Regions from separate parts of the Triticum aestivum genome. Here region 2 is linked to region 1. A link is a contact called in public Hi-C data. All regions are on one chromosome and are shown on one strand. Each heading gives the region's core, a stretch centred on a gene start, on an enhancer-like site or on the middle of the called end of the contact. The rest is flanking DNA. Distances are from core to core; before and after follow the strand shown. Region 1 has its middle 63 kb from the start of LOC123055148. Region 2 holds the start of LOC123055148 (two-component response regulator ORR6).

Region 1 (6,635 bases), core at 119-2,618:
CTTGGCATAATTAATAATAAACATAAAAAAGAAAATAAAAAACGGCCGCCGCCAGCGTGCTCCTGCCCGTGCCCGTCAATGCTGTCGCCGGCGGCAGAGAGTGCCATCGCCTCCTCCAAGCCGTCCCATTGGCGCTCGTCGTGGGTGTACATGGAGTCATCCATGACACGCTGCACGAGCCGGGCCTCCTCCTCCGCTGTAATGCGAGGAGGTGGAGGGGGTGACGGAGACGGGGAAGGCGACGGCGTGGGCGTGAGGCCGCGCACCCGTGTACGCATGCGCACCTCCCAACGTGGCCGCCGCGGCCCTGACACCATGCCGGCGAAGTAGGACGCGCGGCGAGTGTCGTGCTCGTCCTGGAGCCATGTGTCCCAGAGCACCGAGTCGGGGCGTACCTGTCGTCGTAGAACAGGTCGTCGGGGAGGAGGCGGCGGCGGCGCTCAATCTCATCGCGGCGTGCACGGCCGCTCGCCGGCACGGGCGGGATCGGCACACGGTCGGCGCTGAGGTGCCATCCGTTGGGGAGGTGGACGTCGCTCCACGGGAACGGCGTCCTCGTATCCCAGTACCGCCGGCACACGTCCGCCGCGAGGTACTGCCGGTCGCGCTCGCCGGCGGGCCTAGGGTTAATGGTGAAGGGGGCCGGCGCGGGGGCTCGACAGGAGGAGCGCGGCGGTGACGCGGGCTCCTCCTTCTTCACGGAGCCGCGGCGGCGCCCCGAGGAGGAGCCGGCCTCACGGTCGTGCTTCCCCTTGCGGTTCCAGAAGCCCATGGCTTCGAGGTGGTCGGCCGGCGAGCTCGAGGACAAGGGAGGGCTAGGGTTCGGCGCTGTCGGGTTTCAAGGAGGCCGCGGGGTGGCGTGGGGCAGTGTGGATGACGACCAGTCCATGGTTCCCACTTAAAGAAGGACGGCAACCCTTCGATGTGCGGATGACAGGTGGGGCCGCCCGTTCGTGCGCATTGATGTGGGCGAGTGTGAGGTAGGTGGCCGCCTGCCACGCGGCCCCGACGCGCGGACGAGGCGCGCGTCCGTTTGGTGTCCGCCACGACCCAAACTCGGCGCAAGTTTGCGCTTAAAATGGGTCGGCCCGGACACAAAACGGATAAGATGGGTTCAGGCCGCCGCGTGCTGGGCCGCCTCATTTGTCCCTTTTATCCTAAACTGACGGGGCCGGATAGTATAAGGTCGCGCGGTGGAGTTGGCCGAACAGACGCTCTGTGGGTGAATTTGGAGGATGCGTGCATGCGTAGCCGGGGCCCTGCTCTCGGCCGGCAAGGCAACAGCGTCGGCCTCACGTAGAGCGGGGCGGCAAGGTCACGGGCGTGTCGGCATCGGCACGGCCCCCGCCGACGCCAGCCATGAAGTTGCAGGCCTGGAGCCGCCGACCAGAACCTCCGATCTCCCGAATCCTCGGTTTGGGTCACCACCGTTGGCCTTGTCGGCATCAAGGTTCGACGGGCAAACGAACAAAAATTCACGTGCCTACTTCAGCAGATACGTACCGGCGCCACATGCTCCACTGACGCTGTTTTTTCGAGAGTATCTAAAGATAAGACCAACCCAAAGACTAATCCTTGTTGTCATTTTTTTATAAAAGAAACTTCATGAATATCACGCGTCAAAATCGGGGTTTGAACTTGGGTGGGCTGGCAGCTATCACAGCTGCCCAGCCGACGGGTCGACGCCCCGTCCTCTCTCTCCACTGATACTGTCAGCGGCCGGCTTTCAAATATTTCCGGTGCATAGATCGACCGGAGAATCGGCTGCGCCAGGCCGTGCACTCGCGTCAGTAACCTTTGCCTGCTCAACTGAAACGATAATCACAGCCTGCTTAATTAATTTAATTTACGACCTCCACTTAGCCGTGTCAGGTAGTGCTAATTTTCTAACTCTCTGTTGCTAGTATTACAGTACTTTGAGCTGTTGATGCTATTCTGAACTCATCAGATAATTACTTTCGGAAAAACTAACGCCCACACGTGTGGGTGTTTGCAGGTCGTCCACACGCCTCCATCACCACTCATTTTGCCACGTATGAATAGGTGACATCAGCAGAAATCTTTTTGGTTTTCGGCTTAAAAATGTTTTATCTTCTAAATAAAAAAGCGAACTAAAAATTCGTTTTCACCATTAAATCCGTCTCGATGAGATCTTCAAAACTAGACCCCATGTTGATATGTTTCGACGTTTTTTTTTTGCCCAGAAGTTGCCATGATGTTTTCACTATAGTTGCCATAGTGCTTAAACTAAAGTTGCCATGTGGCAATTTTAGTTTGTAGATCATGGCAATTTTTGTTTTTTGATGATGGCAATTCCAGTATTTTGACCATGATTTTTTTTATTGAACCATGGCAATTTTAAGTGCATGTATCATGGCAATTTTAGTTTATGATGCATGGCAAGTCTAGTTTCTTGATTCTCTGTTTTATAATATGTTAAAATTTAGTTTTAAATGTAAAAGAAAATAGTTGAAACATATCATGGCAACTTCAGTGTAAATATCATGACAATTCATGTGCAATAGACATGGCAACTTTTAACTAAAAAAATATTTCGCCGAAATATATCGATATGAGATGTAGTTTTGAAGATCTCGTAGCGAGGGATTTAATGGTGAAAACGGATCTTCAATCGGATTTTTCATTTAAGAGATAAAACATTTTAAAAACTAAAAATCCAAAAAAATTCTCGCATGCATGCATGCGATGATGTGGCAATCTATTTGCATTAGAGTCGTGTGGTGCCTCTCCTTTCCTGCCACACGTGTGGCAGTTATCAACGTCCAAATACTTTTCCAGCGCGACTTGATCGCTGGTAGGATTTTTATTCCTCCTAGATGGAAACACGATGTCAACAGAGAGAAGAGAAGGGATAGCAAGAATATCCGCTCCATGCCATTGACCAGCTAGCAAGAATATCTCGTTAAATATCTACGGGGAATCACCGTACATATCGGTATCGTGGTGTCACACCCGGCAGAATAGAAGTTTCTTCTTTTCTCCAGTCTAGAAAAATGTCTCATTAAAAATCTATACGGGAAATCTTCATACCTGTAGAAGTTTTTTTTCCTGGTTGCTTGAGAATATTTTCATGAAAATGTATAGTAAGGGTCACGTACGAGTACGTTATTGTCTTGGTCGTCTGCTAATTCCAAACGTCCATGTTACCTCAACCTCTTGCGTCAACCACGTATCCTGGCCAATCCGATGGATCTCGGTGAAGAAACTTGTCACCTGTCTCGTTGAAAAGCTCAAGCCCAACAACCGCGTGGGCGTGCGTCTACATGTAACCTGCATTGACCCGTTCCTTTTTTTTTTCCTCTTCTTCACAGCGCAGTAGTTGGTCGGTCAGGTGTGGTGCGTTTAGTGAAAGATTAAAGAAAGAAAAGCAATCAGTGGGTGAGATCAATTGTTTTGTGCAAATCTTGCTCACATGGGAGGGAGCCTGCATGTGCACCCCAAATCTCTCTCTCTCTCTCTCTCTCTCTCTCTCTCTCTCTCTCTCTCTCTCTCTCTTGCATGATCGATTTTGTCAGAGTATTACACTGTAGAGTAGTATCGTGGACGCTACAAACAAAGCCTGGTCCTCCTGGCTCTGCTCGCCTGCGACCGGATCAGTGCGGACATCGGCCATGATCTTCGGGGAATGCAGGCTGCTGGGATCCGTTGTTGACAGCGGCAGGTCGGGAATTGGCGTGTGGACAAACGCGTCCAGCCTTGCGGCGTGCAGAACCAAGAAACGGGAACGCCGGCCGGGTATGTTTTTCACACACACTATGCAGAGCAGGCTGTGACTTGCGCCGTGGTCGTCCGAACGCAACCTGTAAATCTATTTTGCTTTAAATTTTGTGCTTGCTGACAGGCAGGTTCTTTCTTGTGTGGACATAGGCCCTCGTGTAGTGTGTACCCAAGCTGCGCCAAGCAGCAAGCAGCTAGCATTCCCACACCATGTCTGACCATCGTCAAGACTCAAGACTCAAAAGGTCTTTGCCCAGTAGAGTGCCGTAAAGTAAAGCAGCTGCAAATTGGCTCGAGGACTTGCTTTCTCCTAAAGGGCAAAGGCAATGCCAAAAGGCCAGCCTCGCACGATGCAATCTGCATTGCCGGTTTTGGAAGTCGAGAACCATATCTATCTATCTGCTTTCTCCTCGACCTACTCCTCCGGCAGGGAAAAGGGTTACATACTCTCTAGTAGTACGATCTCTAGCAGATAGGCTGAGCTGGGAAATCACCAAGTTGCCATGGAAAGTGAGCAAGATTCTTTCCTTTCCTTTCATTTACTGAAGCGGGGCGCGGCGCCCGGTAGGAGATTTGCGATATTTGTGCCAGAGGAGGATCAGATCAGACGCGATCGGATGTGCATTCATTCACAGGACACCGTCACTGCTCAGGAATAGAAGCACATCACTGCGCGTGCCCGCCCTAGTCCTGGAGGTGGAGGAATCTCTATCTGCTTCCGGGTATAGGCAGTAGTCCTACACCTACGTACGTACTACAGTGCAGTACAATACGCGTACTACAGATACGCTGTATGTATCGGGTGGCTTGGAGGATGCGCGCGCGCTCGCGCGCATGTGACACGGCGTACGCCCGTAGCAGCAGGGTTCTCTCCTCTTCCCCGCCGGCAAGAGGCCGACTCATGATGCTGCCGGCGCTTTTTTACGGGATTTTTTTACTAGCAGTTGGTATGTACTCTACTGTCAAGTGTCAACAGATCTGCCATTCCGCTTGCAAGAAACGTCATGTACAGCGAGTCGTACCTCACCGACGATCTTGTCCAGTCCAAGATCTCCACGATCCGATCAGGTATCATTTCATTTCTACCAAGCTGGAGGCTGGAATCAGTAGCCTGTCGACAACTCTGCACTAGTAGCAGGCGGTTTCCGTTCGGACAGGGCTCGAGAAGCCGGCAGCTAAACCCCATTGTTTAGTGCGACTAAACGGGATCCGTATCCGGATTAATCAAGGGATAACAGTGCGAATATGATACGGGGCCGGCAGTGTCAGCGGCAGGGAGGGAGTCCCGAAATTTTATTCAAGTAAACTGCACTTAGCAGCAGCACTCACGCGGCCGGCGCACCTGGATCAACTCTTTTAAACTCGGACGGTCGATCACTCAGATAGTATATATAGCCTTATAAAAACACTGTTGTCAGCTATGTTCCTCCCGTGTACTAGCTAGTGCTTGTCATGCGACACAACTCCTTGCTTCTTTAACCAAAGCCAATGTCAACTGCTGAAACAGTCAGTCAGTCAGTCAGTCGAGAAGAATACTGGAGTGTGATGGCGAACATTCAGAGCACGGCAGCTGCAGTGTTGGGATTCAGCGTATCTCCAGAGATATCTTTTCCGGGGATTCAATGACATCTTTTGTGCGAATGGTTTATGAGGTTTTTAACTGTGATATACAGATCGGAGACGGAGACTCCGTACTTCAGTCTTTGAAGCAACTATGCTTATGCTTGCGATGATATACTATCTGCACCACTGAAATTCTTGCGGCGGTAGAGATGTGGCACGATCTGAGCTCCATTGTTCGTTGGATATCTTCTTCTGCACCGATATGCCAAAAGCTCAAAACACACTCCTCGTCTCTTCTAGACTCTCTACTACTGTACTTTAATGCTCACAAAGTTTTTTTTCTTCTTCTAAAAAGTAGTTATTGTGATTTGCAGTGCGCAATATGCATGGACCTCAAAAGACAACCACCTCCTCCTAGTTTTAGACTTTTACATTCTTCAAATCTCCTAAGTTTTGTTCCTTTCTAAAATATTGCTATTCATTTTAGTTTACGGCTTTTGTTTTGGTTTAGCTCTACGGAACTACCTTCATGAATTCCATTCGTCTTTGGTGTTGCGGTGTAGCAATTCTTATAATATTTTACTCAAAACTGCACTGCAATATACTTACAAGGCAAATGTGTTGGATATATTTGTCCTATGTAATGTGTACAATGTATATTAGTTTCTATCTATATTTTGATCATCAATGCAATGCACTGTAGGATATTAAAAACTGACAGTTCATGCATATGTGACTATGAACTTACTCCGTCGTCCTGTTTACTCCGCGTACTAGATTTGTGTCAGGTCAAACATTGCAAAATTTGACCAAATTTATATTAAAAAAATATTAACATCTACAATACCAAATATATACTATGAAACTACATTTCATAATGAATCTAAAAATATTGATTTGGCATTGTGAATGTTGATACTTTTTTCTATAAGTTTGGTCAAAGTAGAGATACTTTGACTTCAGACAAAAGTTATATGCAGACTAAAAAGGACCGGAGGGAGTACATGTCTGTATAATGCGGCCTTTTTATAGTTGGTTGTACTTCAGTTATATAAGCTCACATGTAACACAAGTATAACTACTAGTAACTATACAACTTATCGCGGTAGTCAAATAATCCGACTCCGGGCACCCACCAAGGCTTGCATGGCAGGTCAACAAAAGTCTAAGACGTTTATCATAGTTTTTTTTCTTGAGTAAAAGACGGTTAACATAGCTTAAGCAAGGCAACCAAGCTCCCAGTACGGTCAACACTAGCCCAAGTGTCATGTCAAAAATCAAAGAAGAGGAAAAGAAGAGAAGACCAAGTCAAGGAGGCTACACCTAGCAAAGAA
Region 2 (6,602 bases), core at 2,181-4,680, 61 kb before region 1:
AATCCATTTTACTCCACTTCTCTCTCTTTTCAAATCTCCAATCCACAACGGGTAAATCTATCGGACAAAGGCCAGAAATGCTCACCCAGGTGAAACATACGTTTACCGGTGATAAACCAGACGATGATTGTTCACTTCCAACACATTGTGTACATCTAAGAGCAACTCCAACGGGCCGACCCAAATGGAAGGCGTTTTTGTCCGCTTTTTGTCCGTTTGGGTCGGCCGCCCGCCCGCCGTCCGCCCTCTTTTAGTTTTGGGTCGGCAGTGCATCTAATGGGCCGACCCATTTCATGACCGCGTGCGCTTTAGATCATGCCAGCGGCCATGCCGTCGCCCTGGTTTTGGCGCTCCAGCGCATGGAAAAGGTTCGCGCGCGCGGGGAAAAGCGGCCTAGCGCGCGCTGGTTTGGGCGCTCAGCGCGCGGGAAAGGTTCGCGCGCGCGCCGCGGCCGGCGCTCGTTATAAGAAGGCGCCTCATGCACACTCTGTCCGCCGCCCACTCGTCTCGCCCCCCTCCCACTAGCCTCGCCGCCTCTGCGCCACCATGTCGATGCGCCGCCTGGGCGCTTCGGATTTTCGTGGAGTCCGCGAGCGCCGCTCCGGCGGCTTCTCCTCCGAGATCTGGTTCTGCGAGAAATGCCTCATCCTCGGCACCTTCGACACCGCAGAGGAGGCGGCCCGCGAGCACGACGCGGCGGCGTGGCGCCTCCTGAGGCCTCGTCGGGAGATGAATTTTCCCGACGTGTCGAGCCAGCGGGCGTAGGATCTCGCGCCTCTCCTGCGGCTTTTCACCGACGAGGATCGTCGTGTCCACCGGAGGCGGCAGGGTCGCCTCGCCATCGCCGAGATGGACGTGGAAGCCATGGTGGTGTGGCGCGAACGCTCCCGCAGGACATCGTCGACGAGCGCCAGTTCTACAAGCAAAGGAGGTTGGAGAGGGACGCGAGGAGGACGGAGCGAGCCGCCTATCGGGAGGACAAGTGTTCGCGGAAGCAGGCCGCTCAATTGAAACTGAAGTTACGAGAAATGCCGGGTTGGGACTTCGAAGACGAGCAGCAGGCTGACGCCTAGATTCAGACGTCGGAGGAGGACATTACCGAGTCGGAGTCGGAAAGCGACGAGTAGTTGGTCTTTTCTTTTATATGTGTACACTAGAACTATCTTTTTATCGGAAAAAATGGCCGGCGTCGTCGGCGACGAAGCAGGGGGACGATGGTGTGCTGATTGATGTGGAGAGGCCAGTCCAATGTGCCACCGACCAGCGGGCCCGGTGAGGAAAGAGGGCGAGCGCGCGCGCGTCCGTCTTGTGTCCGCGCCGACGCAAATCCGGCTCAAAAATGGGCCGGGAATGGGTCGGCAGGCGGACGAAAGCGGACGCGCGTCCATTTGGATCGGCGCGTTGGGCCGACTTTTCTGTCCGTGCCGACCCAAACGGACGGCCGCGGACGAAATGGGTCGCCCCATTGGAGTTGCTCTAATCACTTCAACATTTTTTACTCACCAGGTGAAACGTTTACCAGTGATGAATAAACAAACGTAGATAAACTGATTCTAGTAAACAATGTGAAGTCAAGGCCAGGAATGCTCACCCAGCAGCACAGGGTCTCGGTGGACTTTTCTTCTTGCAAAGTGCAAACCAACGGAACCACTATTCCAACAAACATCTGCTGCAACTACTTGTCCACAACTCAACCAAAGATAACATATACACGCACATACATATCCGACTTTGACATTCCACGAGACAGGACACGGAATCAGATAAAATCAGAACCCGACCTAATAACAAACACACAGCTGCACGCACCAATCCGCCATATCTTCTCCCTGATCCGCATGTTTATTCCCAGTTTAATTCATCCAGGCAGCCACATGGTGGCCACATACAGCGCTCCCACACCTCACCTCGCCTCGCCTTGTGCGGAAGCAGAATCTGGCACCAGGTAAGCAGATCTCCGGGGAGATCCTTCCACAGTGCCCCCATTCATTACCATATATGCTCCGGCCTTTGGACCTTTTCAGTTTTTTATACGCCGCGTATAACAACAGCTCACCTAAGACAACCCACAGCCATTTGTATATGTACAATTACGAGATACGCACGTACGATCAAGATTGTGCTTCTGCTAGTATATTAGCTCGTCGACATCAGCATCAGAGCAAGTAATTATTAACAATCAATCATGGAAAATTGTATCGCGTGGCAGACAAAGCATGATTAGGGGCAGACACATGTATGAACAGCCGTGAGCATGTGGAGATTGATCAAGGAGATAGGAACCAGATGATGATAGTTAATTGCTGATTCATGCCAAAAGACTAACTCTGATTATGAAACTGTCAACATGTTGCTCTGATCCGATGCCATTTCATCAAAGCTTTCGACATGTAGCCAAGAGGGGAAACTTCTCTGAACAACATTCATTCAGAAGATATCCTTCCTTTTGGTAGAAGGAATACTCTGTTTCGGTTTGTTCTTCTTGGCATCTCTGAAGAAGCAGAGCACACAAGGGGACGAACGAACTAACATCCTAATCTAAATCATCATCATCTCCTAGGACCCCAAAAAGTCAAGCTGTTGTTTGAGGCGGCAGCGAGCGGCGGATCTATGTCCATGGGAAAGAAGACCGAAGAAAAAAGAATTGAAAAATCCTGCTCTACTTAAGAATTAATCCTCCTCCGTTGTCTGAGGCTTGGACGGCTGATCACCGGATGCGGTTGCAGAGGCGGGAGACGTCGGAGGGGCGGACGGGCTTGAGGAGGAAGTCCTCGGCGCCCTCCTCGAGGCAGCGGGTGATGCGGTTGGGCACGTTCTCCGACGACATGATCACCACGGGGATCTCCCGGAGCTCCGACGACTCCTTGACGCGCTTCAGCAGCTCGTACCCGGTCATGCCGGGCATCCAGTAGTCGGTGATGATCATGTTCACGTCCGTGATGAGCCCCAGGCCCAGCAGCTCCAGCGCCCTCGTCGCAGAGTCCACGGTAGTCACTGCAACACAGAACAAGGCAGGTTAGAACATGTACCAAACAAGGATCGATCGACTAGCCGTCCAGTTTCTTGAAGATTTCTCACCTCTGTATTTGGAGCTGCGGAGGATCTTGGCGATGACGGCGCGGTCGACGACGCTGTCGTCGACGGCGAGCACGTGCAGCTCGGCCTGGACCTGGACCTGGACGACGACCTCGTCGGCGTCGGTCATCACCGGCACCACCTTGCGGTCGCCGGCGGGGGCGGGCTTCGGGGAGGGCGCCACCTTGGCGGCCATGGCGGCCGGCAGGGTCATGGCCGGAGCCTGGGTGGGAGCAGCGGCGGCCATCAGTAGATCAAACTCGCCGGAGCAGCAGGAGCAGAAGTATGGAACGGCGAAGAACTCGTCTGAAGGATTGACGTGTTGATGCGTTTGGGTGTGTGTTGGTTGGGTTGGCCGCGACGCGCGGCGGTATATATACAGGGGCGGGGGGAAGCGGAAAATAAATGCGGGGGAAATCCTGCGAGATCTCGAAAGGGATCCTAGGCTCGCGGATCGAGTGAAACCCAGCCCCCGGTGGGTCCCGGGCCCGATCCGGGCGCGGATCCGCGGGCCCCGCGGCCCAGCCCGGGAGATCCCCGCCGGGATTTTCCTGCCGAGCCCCTCGCTTTCGCTCCGTCACCTCCTCTATCGCTCACGCACACCGTATGTTGTTTGCGTATCTTCTCCTCCCTTTTTCTTTTCTCTCCATCCGTTGGGGTGTGGGCAAGTGGGGAGGAGAGGAGATTTGCGTGCATGGGGCACGCACAAGCTGCATCACTTTTTTTTTAGATTTTTCTTTCTGTATGCATGTGTGTATCGGGCCGGCTGGCTAGGATTTGATTTGGTCTTTCCGGGCGGCAGCAGGTGATCCGTACCGGGTGGGCTCGGGGATTTGCTTGAAAATTGTGGATCTTTTTTGGGTGAGCGGCGGCAGGACACGTCTTGATTTCGGAGATTCACCCGTGATTCGTGAGATCATTCATCGGCTGGTTTGGTTTGGTTTGGTTTCCTTCCGTGCGTGGAAGGGTCACTTGCCCCTTGGATACCAGGAGCCTCTCCTCCTGCATCACAGCTGTTGGTGATCGATCTCACACGCGATCTCTTTCTTTCTTCCTTTCACTCCGAGCCCAGCCCACGTACGTAACGCACCATCAACGTGCGTGCATGGCAGGATCCCCGGATTTCATTCCGGAGCCGGGCCCGTGATCGTTCAATCCATCGGTGGAGAATCGAGGCCCGCACCGTGACATATCACCTCTGGATGGCAGCTGTACTGATCCCTTCTCATGCACGGCTGTAACTGATCTCACACGCGATCTTCTTATTTCTTTCACTGGGTACGTAACGCACCATCAACGTCGTGGCCCCTTCCGCGTGCGTGCATGGCAGGATCCCCGGATTTCGTTCGCGATCGCTCGGGCGGGACGGGCCATTTACGCCGGCCGGGCGCCACCGACCGGTCGCTCGAAAGAATCGCGTCGCGTGATCTTCCATCGGCGGGACGAGGGGGACCAACAACGGCAGTCGAGCGACCCGGCCAGTACGCGTCCACGCGTCCCGTGATACGTTGCAGATCTTGGGTGCGGGGATCGACGACGACATCGACCGGACGGACGTCGGTGGCGTGGAGTCGACTAGAGGAGTACTGGTACGGCTCGTAGGCAGCGGCGGTTGATGGTAGGGGTTCAGAGTCAGTGAATGTCCGTGGCAGAGTACCACCAGATTTGGATTCCGGATGCTGCTGTACTGGAAAAGGTGATCGCAGAATCGGTTGCGGCAGGCCGTGCGTCTGCGCCGGGATATGAATGCTGGTGAGGTACGTACGTGCCGGGCAGGACCGGATACAGGAACCTTCCTCGCTACGCAAACCGTGATCGCAGACGCCAGCTAGCTGCATCCTGCATTCGTGGGTGCAGATCTTTCTGTTTTTCGCAAGAGGAAACGTAGGCACGATTTTGGCGACGATCTCATCGACCAGTGGACTGCTTTTCTGGTACGTATTGGTTTTGTGATGAGATCGTATTAACTTCACCGTTTCAACTCAAACGACTTTTCTATCTTTGTCAAGGAGCAATAGCCGAGAGCTTTGGCTGTTGCTTTAGGGGGTGTTTGGTTCCAGGAACTTTTTTGTGTTCGGATTAAAAAAAGTCCCTAAAAGTCCCCTAGCAAACCAAACAGGGGGGACTTTTTTGAGACTTTTTGCTAAAAGTCCTTAGAAGCACCTCCTTGAGAGTCTTTTTCAAAAAGTCTTAGGGACTAGAAAAAGTCCTAGGACTAGAGAACCAAACACCACCTTAGTACTTTCTCCGTCTCACATTAACTGCCGCTCAAAGGATATATCTAATCTTTGTCTAATATTAATTATCACTCATCTAACCATATGTCAGTTGAGTAAAATTCGGTGTATTTGATCAAGCGGTGGAGTATTCATATACTGGGGGCGTTATCAAATGGTTTCAACTAACACTACATTTTACCCTGCAAAAAAAACTAACACTACTTTTCTATTTTTGACATCGCGCAAACGCCAAGAGCTTTGGCTATTTCTTTATTTATTTTTGCGAGATTAATAGTAGTTTATTCCATCATGTTAGAGCTACAAATCTTCAGCAAGATTTCCTCAATACATGGGGGGCCTCTAACGAGCCACACGGCCGTGGCTCGCTTAGAGCGACTGTACCTTGTCAGACAATCCGCAACAATAACTTTAGTACTAGTTGAATACCCATGTGTTGCCACGGGATGACATGTAAAATCTAGAACATAACTTATTGATTCAATGTGTTTTACTTGGACGGACAGGTTGGCAACTATGGAACAAAAATTGTAATGCATAGATCAAGAAATATATATTACAATATATTTTTCTGGGCAAGGGTGTGCGTGCAATTTTTGGTCATAACACGGGAAGACTTCACCATTTATACCATGCTTCCTCATCCGCCCCCTCCTGTTCTCTCATTCAACGTCATCTCATTACACGTCTGATGCTCCATCATCATCCATGAGCTTGTTCTAGTTCTGACGATTACCTGAAGATTACCATCTAGTGTCCATCCCCATAGATGGATAATAACAACAAATGTGCGGCTGGCCTCAGCTTCACCTCAAGCTCCACAGCACACACAAACCTAGGCTCTGCACTATGATAAGGTGCTCCATAACAGTGGACGATCTCGAGCTCTACATCACCTACAATGAAACCTCCTGTATAAGGAAGTTCCTTCAAACAATATTGCAGGCCATGGTGAACTTGTGTGATTAAGGTCCTTGAAAACATATTGTAGTTGGCCGCGCTGCTAACCTTCTTAAGGAAACTTAAGTAGTGCCTAGTTCATGATTCCCATTCAGTATTCGAGTTCATACGATTCAATAGAAGCTAACTAAAAGAAAATGCCATCTTCAAACCATATGAGCTACAAAATACATTTTAGCTACAAATTATGAAAATAGATTAAAATCGATGTACAACCTTCTAAAAGCTTTATGTAGTTTAATGATGAGCAAGAGTGCTAGACAAGTTCCCTAAAAAAAGAGTGCTAGACAAGTTCCATATCTTCATTGCATGACTATAAATTGGATATCC

The links. A called contact is a pair of places that touch in the nucleus more often than the background predicts.
Region 2: a contact with region 1 is called in a Hi-C map of leaf, with 3 times the contacts expected there. The contact joins the promoter of LOC123055148 here to the enhancer-like site in region 1. A contact is called at or near these places in 2 of 5 Hi-C or Micro-C datasets (both in leaf).

What each region holds. Positions count from the first base shown.
Region 1 is chr2D:630,452,759-630,459,393 of IWGSC CS RefSeq v2.1, reverse strand. No RefSeq gene overlaps it. Among protein-coding and RNA genes, the nearest start is that of LOC123055148, 63 kb to the left of the region's middle. Within about 2 kb of position 1,368, at least 4 of the 8 cell types and tissues checked have an H3K27ac peak or open chromatin away from gene starts, as enhancers often do. A contact at or near this core is called in leaf, where this site is marked.
Region 2 is chr2D:630,516,311-630,522,912 of IWGSC CS RefSeq v2.1, reverse strand. LOC123055148 (two-component response regulator ORR6) reads right to left here and starts at 3,430. Exons shown (of 2, transcript XM_044479104.1): 1 at 3,079-3,430; 2 at 2,332-2,994. The coding sequence starts at 3,322. The coding sequence ends at 2,708.